Linked DNA regions of Siniperca chuatsi: region 2 is linked to region 1. Evidence: chromatin contacts called from public Hi-C data. All regions are on one chromosome and are shown on one strand. The core of a region is the stretch at or near the end of the contact, and the rest is flanking DNA. Distances in the headings are between cores, read along the strand shown.

Region 1 (5,182 bases), core at 732-3,231:
TCGATCAACAGACAATTATTCAGCAACTATTTTGACAATCAATGAATCGTTTAAGTCATTTTTCAAGCAACATTGCCAAACACTTGATGGTTCCAGCTTCTCAAATGTGTGGATTTCCAGTTTTGTCTTGTCATTGTTTATTGACGATAGGCATTTTTCTATCCTATTCTAAATCATTTCTTCTGTACTCTTTGTAGAGACAAAACATTAAGTAGGCCTAGTTAATGAATAGTGGCCTACTTTCCTACTTGTTTACATATTTTTTGTGTAATTTACCTACATAGGTGTGTATGTCCTAACAGACGTCACACAAGTAACAGAAATCATCTATTAAAAATAAGTTTGAGCTTAATGATTTTAACTAAAAACCTACAAAACACTGAAAAAAATAATACTACACCCTTAATGTGTTAACTTATTCAACTTTCCAACCTGCTGAAGGACACACGCACACGTGGCATAAACACAGTGGGAGTACAGTAACATATGGGCCATACATCTACTTACCTAAAGAAAAACATGCAGCCTCATACGTGGATATAACAGGGAAAACTCACCTAAATCCTGTCCATTGTATTTACACGGCTAACGTTGCTGTTTTCTTTTTGCAAGTTAACAATTATTTAACTCAACGTCACACGAATTCACGGTTTTAACGTCTAACAGTCTGTCATACTTGGCGATATCATATCAGTATTGTTTGCCTTGTAATCTCTATAAACAGACATCTGTATGTCTTACGAGACTGTTTGCCTTGTAACCCTCCGAATGTAGTATTTTAGTGGCTAACACTTATTTTAACCTGAACTCACAACACCGCTGACCTTGTTACGCGATAGTCCGGCTGTAAATTTGACACGACAAACTTGGCAGTTGTTGATTTACAGTCGCTCGATATAACACAATAGATTGTAAATAATGTCTACACTTGGTGACGGAATAGAAATGAGCCTTAAGTGGCAAAACATTATAAAGTTTGGGATTAAATTATCACGTACCATTGAACAGTTTGACTGTTAGTGGCGCTGCATGGAGACGTGGAGGATGGAAAGGTCTGGAAAGAGAGAGGAGAGTGGTACTGCTTAACTTCACGTAGCGGGTTGCCAGGTTTGTAGCAGGTACGCATGTGTAGTGTACAGTGGTGGAGGAAGTTTTCAGATAGTAAAAGTACCAATACAACAATGTATAAATACTAAATTAGACGTAAAAGTTCTGCATTCAAACTCTAACTCAAGTAAAAGTACAGAAGTAGGCTATTATCACACTTAAAGTATCAAAGTAAAAGGCCTACTCGTTCTGCAGAAAATGTATTTTGATATTACATTATCAGTTAATACTGATTCATTAAGTGGCATTTTATTGTTGTGAGGTAGTTTAATCTATAACAATGCATTGTGCTCTTTAAGGTCATCATATGTTTTTTTGTTTTAATATGCAAAGTAACTACATCTGTCAGATAAATGTAGTGGAGTAAAAATATTTCCCTCTGAAATGTAGTAGGGTGTAGCATTGAAATAGTCAAGTAAAATACAATTACCTCAAAACTGTACTGAAGTACAGTAGCCTACTTGAGCAAATGTACTTAGTTACTTTTAACAACTATAGTGTGAAAGTACTGTATATTCTTCTTTTTTTGCTTCTTTTCCTTATTATCACTACTACTGCTAGTACAAGTTGTAATAATAGATCTGGTAGAATTGTTAATATGGCGTTTTTTTTCTAATAATACAACAACAATAATATAATATACTACAGCAAGTACTTTGATTAAAGCAAACATCACAAAAAGACACAAGAAATCAAAGGAAATAAAAATCCATGATTTATAATAAGACACAAAAAAAAAAACTTTAGTAGGAATTAAGCATCTCTGCCAAGGTGACTGGAATACACAACACAAATTCACACTTTGCAGCACATGTAATCAGGTGTTGGACACACTATACATAACCGAACACACACTTTTCATTACACTAAATAACAGGCAGATCAATGCAGGAGAAATTACTTGCAAACAAGTACGTCCGCTGCGTAGTTATCTGAAAACAGGGGTTTTCTGCGAACCTGGCAACCCCCGTACAGGTCACACTACGCGACGCAGACTCAAAACCCATGGCGGACGAAGTTGAGCAGGTTGGTGCATCCGCGTTAAATTGTGCTGTTATTCTCTAAAACAGCGTGTATATAATTAGGATGAAATAAGGACAGCAGGCAGTTTTACCTGTGTACTTGTTTTAGGGTGCTCATCGTGTTACTTTGTTTGTGTTTGTTCTGTTAACAGCGCGGAGCGGCCTGTCAAACACGCTAGCTAAATTAGCCGGGTTAGCATGTAATGCTACCGTCAAAATGACATTACAACTGGTAAATATAAGAAAGCACGAAGCTATCAGTGTTGACCAGTTTCCTTTTTGGTTTATTGTGTGGGATAACAACGGAATAACGTTACTAGTTAAACGAGGTTGACTCGTTTTGTTTATAACAAATGTTCCGGCTCCAAACGTAAATGCTCAAAGATAAAATGTAGAAAAGACAGTAGGGTCAATTGTAAAGTAAACATTAGAATCCCATTGACTTTTCTGTTCAGTTTGGATTAGTTAGGTCTGATTTAGCTGCCCTAAATTTATTGTAAGAACTGAATTGAGCTTTGCTCTAAGTTTCAGCTGCATGGTGTTTCAAGTTACTGAAAATTAAATGAGTTGCAAGACTCTTCTCCAACATACCATGCTTTATGGACGCTGGCCTTGTATTGAAGCCAACACTTGTCTGCAGTGCACCTTGCTTTAGAAACTGCAACACAAACACACACTTCTTCCACTCATCTCGTATCTATCTGCTCCTCCCATCACAGATCTTCTGCTGCTTTTCCACTGTCACAGTTTGTTTTTTTTCCCCCAAGGACACCGTCGTTGTGTGCTGGTGGCTGAATTTACTCTTTGATTAAGTTGAAATGTGTTACATCTCTAAATTATGCACCAAGCATTTCACCAGCTGTAGCCCCAGTTTGTGCCTCTCATTTACTATCATCATATTAGAGTCACAGAGTTAAGCATCTGTTCTAAAAGTAAGAGAGAAAAGAAATCCCTGGTGACCTTTGGAAAAACCCAGAGGACTGGTTAAAACAACTCTTGACTCTGTTTTGGAAAGTATTTCCAAAATCCCCAATGACTGTTCTAACCACCTGGATTTAAACAGGTCTGTATGCTGCACTAGAAAAAAGTATTTTAACCAGCTTCCCAAGGTGCAACTCTGTTTTCTAATCCAAGCAAAGATGGTAGCCAGGAATGACACATGTCCCTCATTGATCAATTTGTACAATGCAAACCCAAATTTAAGAGTTTAGTTATCAGCTGTATTTGTCTGTATTTACGTTACTTTCCATTGTTTTCTATTTTCATACAAAATAATGCATTTTTATACTTCTTTCAAAACTAGCAAGGAGATTTCCAGCAACTTGGATTAGGAAATGGAGACGTAACTTGTTAAAAAATGTTTTCAATGGTGCAGCAGACATAATATGTTTTAATCAGATGAGTCTGTGAGGATTTAGGAAATAACTTGAAACAGCTGTGAGTGCTGTTAAATGACCTTCTGGGTTTTACAAAGATACCAAGGAATTTGCTCCTGCTCCTTGTGATCACCTATAAGTTTTAATGCAGCCGAGTTCACCATAGTTGTTCTCATTAACACAATTTTATTGTGACCAGCAGTCACTACCAAGCAGCTGAGCTGCAGATAACATCATTATTTTTTTACGATCATGACATCATTCAAAATAAACAAATACAAATTAATGGCAAAAGCTGTGCTTTGAGATCGGCTATATTAACATTTAAAATGAGTGATGAAATAGTATATATTCAAGTAGAAAGCATCTGTTACCACATCTAATGAGCTCCAGACATGTATTTATGCTTGTAAAATATTGTCGGCAAAACGACTCTAAACCATTATAAATGTGGCTGATAAAGAACAGACAGTGCGCTTCTGAAACGTTTCCAGTGGACATTGAAAGCACAACGGAGCTGGAGTGCAGCCGCAACGTGGCACAGCTGGGTGCTGTGTACATCTGCCCTTAGCTGTTTAGTGAATGAATGCTGGGCTTAACTACCTTATGGAAGCAGCAGTCCACTGAAATAGGATTTTTTTTTGTTGAAATCCGTATCTGTCATAGGTCAAACTATTGTCCTTTATGTGTCTGCAGCAACCAACTACCAACACGGTTGAGGAGCCACTCGATCTAATCAGACTCAGTCTAGATGAGAGGATCTACGTCAAGATGAGGAACGACCGGGAGCTCCGCGGCCGACTGCATGTAAGCAACACACCCAGTGTCTGCTCACACTGTCTCAAAAACACTGAAACACCTGGAAGTGTGTGTGGTTGTGTGGTGGGTTTCTATATTTTAGAGTAGTAGGACCGAAATTTAGAGCAGTCAGCATGTCCTACCGGGAATTCCTTTTTAAATATTCAGTCTGTGCTCTTGTTTTGCAAGCCTTTGTGTGTACTTCTCTCAGTTCATATTTTTGGTTGTTTGTTTGTCGAAGGCCTACGATCAGCACCTGAACATGATCCTGGGCGACGTGGAGGAGACAGTGACGACGGTGGAGATTGACGAGGAGACTTATGAAGAGCTCTACAAGGTACAACATGGGTTTCTCCCTGTTACAGCCTAATTTCTTCTTACTGAACAGCTACTGTTGTGGTGGTCTTAGCTCCTAAACACGTCTGGATATACTGGGCTTTCCTGAAACAATAGAATAAAGCTGCTTTACCATTATACTGTAGCAGCATCATTCCACTTCCAAAGTAGCATTTTAAAGGCATATTCTTATACAGTTATAGCATACATTATACCAAATACTGTTTGTTTTATCCTTTATTGAAATTGAAAGCCAGAATCCAGAAATTCTGGTGTGACCCTTGACATGAGTGGAAAGAGGATTTGGGCTTTCTTAAGATCTTGAAGGACAGAATTTGCATATTGTTGTACTGTATCTGTACATTTTCTGTGGTTTTAGACTCTTGTAAAATCATATTTGTGTGGTATCTATCTATAATTTGAAACAGCTGGCTATCTGTCCGTGTTATCAGGTGTTCAGATCGAAAACAACACTGAAAAAGAAAAGGAAAAAAACAACAACAAAGAGCTGTGTTGGTGTGGAAATGTTGCGTATAGGGGAGA
Region 2 (5,182 bases), core at 1,632-4,131, 150 kb before region 1:
TATGATATTTATTTAACATAAGACTGTTGGAGTAGTGTGAAGCAACAGTATGACTTCTGACTTGAATGAAAAGATGGGAGGGGACTAAATAAAAGAAAAACTTTGTCATTCACAAAGTTTGATCCTGCTGCCTCTCTTATGCACTTCCTGCGGTCTGCAGAGTAATTATTAGCCTCTCAGCTGGGAGCACACCAATGGCACATTTCCAGTGCCGATTCAAGGGCTGAATCGTAAAATCAATTATCTGCTGATATTGGGTGCTGTGACCTTTGTTTACCGAAAAACAAAATGGTGAGCCCATTAGTGCTTGGGATCATAATAACTTCAGATACCCATTTCCTCCATTATCAGGACACTCATTGAGAAGAAACTTGAGATCCCTCTAAATTCACCATTGTTGTGTTGTGGTTGACATAAGTGAAATCTGATTGTTTTGTATTGGCAAAATCCCCACCACTATGTGCTCAGTTTCAGTTGTTGATCTGAGAGTGAGGGATTTTAGCAGCACCTTTTAAAATCACATTACACGTCTTGATAGTCATACATATAAAATCAACAGACAAGACACTATTTAATTTTATATTGAAACACCAAACCAGTTATAACAATGATTATGGGAAAGGTGGTGTTTACTTTATGGATTTTACAACTAATAAACATTTAAAATAGATTGAGTTAAGCATTACTTTCAATGTCTAACTAACCTCTTCATGTAACTTAGATCTTAAATATTAGTTGATTAATTGATAACTCGATCGGCAGAAAATTCTGCAACTTTTTGGTAATCAACTAATCATGTCACTTTTCAAGCAAAAATGCCAAACACTTTATCATTTGCTGACTTCCCATGCCTTATATGATTTTGAATTGCCTTGTTGTTGAAATGTGCTATACATACTAACTTGCCTTACACTCTTAACATGATAAAAATACAACCATACACAAGATAGTGTAAATTTTGGATTCATTTTCATGCTCATGAAAACACTGTTATAATTAATTATTATAAAAATGGTAGCTATAATTTAATTTATTTCACTACTCTGATGAACATTAACTGGACTAATTATTTTATTTGTCAGACCACTTTGTGTATTTTTGCCCATATCTTGTCTTTTGATGGTCTCAGGTTCCTATTATGTTTATGTCACCATTAAATTGACTAAATTCCTATAAAATATTTAATCTTTTTATTGGCATGCTTTTAAAGTGGTCGTAGATTTCACCACTCACAGGTTTTTCAATAGAACAATGAATTTGACAGGCCATTAAATAAACCCAGACAGGAAAATATGTACAGTGTAAATACCAGGGAAATAGAGGCTTTTCTGCAAAGTTGAATAGAAAGTGAATATTCAGCTTGCTTCAGGTTGCATGAGACATTCACACAGTGCTGTCATTTCAACAACCGTGTAATGCCTTACTGGCAAATCTGTTTTATTTTTGCACATTTTAGCATCCTCAGGTTAGCATTTAGCATACGGGTAAAATGCCGCTTATCACGGTTACAAGCTCATTATTTAAGCATTACCGAGAGTTAACCGCCCCAGCGACCCGCACATCGGTTAAAATTGATCCACCTTGGCCTTATGGGTCAGCTACAATCATCTGGCACGACACCAACACACTCAACATTAGCAATGCTGTTATCCAACCACCTAGCTAACTATTAAGGTTAACAGGCTTATGCGCACCGAGAAAAATGGGGAACACCATCTTCATCATCAGCAGAGATGCACTGAATAGCTTAACGTAAATACCATCGTCCCAGCAAACGTTTTGACACGAACGTTTAAAAACAGCCCTGCCGGCCAAGAATATTAGGGTTGTAGCGTTAAATCGGCCTGGCAGCAGCTACGCCCTCCTTGTCGCATTCCCCTGCGGAATTTTAAGATGGAGAGATAGATTACCGCCAGCTAGCATGCTAACTGAACGTCACAGCACGGCCGTTGGCTTTAACTGTTAGCTTAGCTGCTAACGGGACCTGACCCAGTTCAAACTGAATGGCGAGCTGTGAGCTGAAATAGCTAGGAGGATTAAATATGGCATCTGTTCCGTTTCACAGCTGCCCCCCTGGCAGTTAAACGATATCGAAAGAAAACGTTTTTAAAATTGCAGTCGCATTTGAGGGGAAACTCCCGAGAAATAGGGAGGGTGTGTTAGCTTCAATATCGTTTCACTACGCCATGACGGAGCTGAGCTAAAGACACCGCCAATTACGCTGTTCTGTCTTCTGTCAGTTCTGCGAATAAGGCCAGATTTGTCGGTTGTCCAGGTATGGCAGCCCCTCAGTACTAGCTTTACATTATCCGCCGTGCCATGTACTGAGCACTGGTTGCTAAAATGTCTAGGCTGCTCTTACGACGGCCTGGGCACGGCTGCTAAACTGTCAAAATGGCCAAACTTGGTTGCTGCTTCTCCCTCTCTACTCGGTCACCGCGTACCATGCATGGCATCGACCGGAGTCTGGGCCTTAAAAAAATATCAAAAAATCAACGATATATAGCGCATTCGACAGCACAAAGAGCACAGACAACCTCATGCCAGGTGTTTTGAGGATTATTTCTCGCTATTTGGCCACAAGTCTCGGCCTAAATCCTCGCACCCAGCCCCAAACCACAATAGGCACCTTCCGCCGCAGAGGCAGGGAATGGGTTCACCGCTGGGTCTGCCGTTCTCCCCGTATGACTCTCTTTACCCTGCATATAAGGCAATAATCGAGTGATATGCAAGTGAACTCACATTTAGAGCGTACTAGGAATCCCGATTTTATTCTCTGGAAGATGCGAGTTTATCAAGCCGTCCTCTGCTTGCTGCTCAGGGTATTCAGGGCAGTACCACTTCCGCCTGCTCTGACACTTCCGCTTCCTCTAAACCCCACCCCTCCCCCCGCCAGTATCCATGGTAACCGCGCCAGGGGGTTTCCTGAGCATCTTGCGAGGGGCTTTGACGTCAGGAGGACTATGGCAACCGCTACAGGATGACGTACGCCGGTCTCCGTGGCAACTGTCTCCATGAGGCCGCTACTGTCGTATCTGAGTTCACCATCGTGTCAGCTGACACAGCTTTGTGTGGGTTATACTGATTTTTTACAAGCGTTCATACTTTATAACAAGCAGGTCTGTTTCTCCCACCACACCACCTACACAACCACTGCAAACCCTGAAACACACAGTCCATCAACAATCATTATTGTATCTTTATTAATACATTTTCTACATACTTTTTTTTCTGATTCATTTGAGAATTTTATCATTCAAAACATTAAAAAAGACACTCAAACAGACATGACAAGACGAAAGCTGTATCTGAAATCTCTCGTTCACTACATAATAGACGCACTTCGAAGCATAAAAAATTTGATTTTCATATTTAAGAAAGCAAGCTGTGCCTAACAGAGCAACTTTTCAACATGAACACTTTAGCTGTCTTATTTTATTTATTTATTTATCTATTTTGACAGCCAAGTGTTCAAGCGGCCCCCCCACGACCTGTCCAGTGACCCCCACGTAATTTCAGTTTGAGACCCTTGCTCTAGTGAGCAGTAAATTGAGATTTTGAACAATTGTGAATCATCAACATTTCGAGTCATCACTGACACCTACAGTGTCACATAACTATTGGCTTATTTCTTCCATGTATCAAATGCAACGCTTTAAAATTTTCCGGTTGTTTGTAAAAAGCAGTGTACATGCCATGGACACACCTTTTTTGTTCCATTGGTGAAATTTTTCAGGGCACTATAGAGTAAATATGGAGTGATTTTGGACACTGCCTGAGATTAAAATGAATTCTTTGTGGAGCATAAATGTCTGTTCCCACTTTTATGGCAATCCATCCAATATTTGTCCAGGCATTTCACTTTGAGCCCAAATTGTCCACCTGCTGATGAAAAGTCAGGAGACATTAGGATTTGTCCCCTGGAAACCATGAATGTCTGTACCAAATTCTGTGCCAGTCCAGCTAATAGTTGACAAAGTTTTTCAATCTTGACCTAAGTGAACCAACCGAATGATTGACAGACAGTGCCATCCCTAGCCACGCCACAAGGGTTGCTAAAAATATGTACCAGTTTGGACATCAAATGCCTGGAATTGAAAGGGAAAAAAATCAAAAAAGAAAGATCAGATAATAATAAACAATAATAATCAAATAATCAAAGAGTGGGGGTTAAACAGGAGTTAAAAAATTAGGAGGCTTCTAACGTAATTCTGAATTTGTAAATGATGAAAAAAGTGTGTGTGAGGAACATTGTGTTTTTTTTTTCTGCAGCCGATTAAACGATGCACATTTTCCATCTTGAATTGTTGAGTCCTCGATCCTTTCAGGCAAGACACACTTTATCCAAATGAGAAGGCAAAAATGAATGATTGCTTCACATTGGGGTATAAACTGAAACAGCTGGCGATCTGAGAGTGTTTGCATTTTGGTTGAGGACTCGTTAAGAATTTCTCACAGTGAAACTCATTTTAAAGTAATGGTTTTACTTCGTTTTGTATTTTTATCTTTTTAATCCTCCGTCTTCTGCAGTTCGGTTAATTCTAAATCAGTAGGATTAATGAAGCTCAACTGAACTGGAATAAACTGACCTGGCCAGTTACTCAGTTCGTCAATCCATCAACCCATTAAGCTACCAGTTAATCGATTCATTCATTTATTCATCAAGTTAATCAAGCCATCTGTCAGTGATCATTTGGTCAGTCATATAATGAATCAATCAAGAAAGCCAGAAATCCATCAAATATTGTAAACAAATTCATTCATTAATGCTTCACCAATCATTTAGTTGATCAAGCAAGCTAGAAAAGCAAGACACAGTAAAAGTGGGGAAAACACAAGACCAGACAATAGCTTATCAGCTATTTAACGTTATCTGACACACTAATCATGGCTGGAGTAGTGTTGCGTGGCTCGGTCCGAGCCACTTTGTTTATTTCCCATTTACAGAGCCGGGGCTGTGTACAAACAGCGGATTTTGTTCCAGTGCACACACTGAACGGACAGCTGGCGGACCGTGAGGAGATACTCGCTGAATTTGATAAAAAAAGACGTGTATTGGATTAGAATCGCATACCCCACCTTTAACACCAAAAGTCAATGTTTTATTGGCCTCAGAGATTGTGCAATATGTCTTCAATGCACTTGTCAGTATACATGTGTTTGGGATGAGTGGATTAGATGA

The links. A called contact is a pair of places that touch in the nucleus more often than the background predicts.
Region 2: a contact with region 1 is called in a Hi-C map of an unstated tissue, with 5 times the contacts expected there. The contact joins the promoter of ywhaba here to the promoter of lsm3 in region 1. A contact is called at or near these places in 2 of 3 Hi-C or Micro-C datasets (skeletal muscle and an unstated tissue).

Annotation. Positions count from the first base shown.
Region 1 is chrLG2:4,883,735-4,888,916 of ASM2008510v1, reverse strand. lsm3 (snRNA-associated Sm-like protein LSm3) reads left to right here and starts at 1,981. Exons shown (of 4, transcript XM_044221553.1): 1 at 1,981-2,133; 2 at 4,202-4,312; 3 at 4,545-4,640. The coding sequence starts at 2,113. It overlaps LOC122887890 (a long non-coding RNA gene), which reads right to left. Exons shown (of 3, transcript XR_006380633.1): 2 at 999-1,054.
Region 2 is chrLG2:5,038,979-5,044,160 of ASM2008510v1, reverse strand. It overlaps ywhaba (14-3-3 protein beta/alpha-A), which reads right to left and starts at 2,881. Exons shown (of 7, transcript XM_044221622.1): 1 at 2,743-2,881.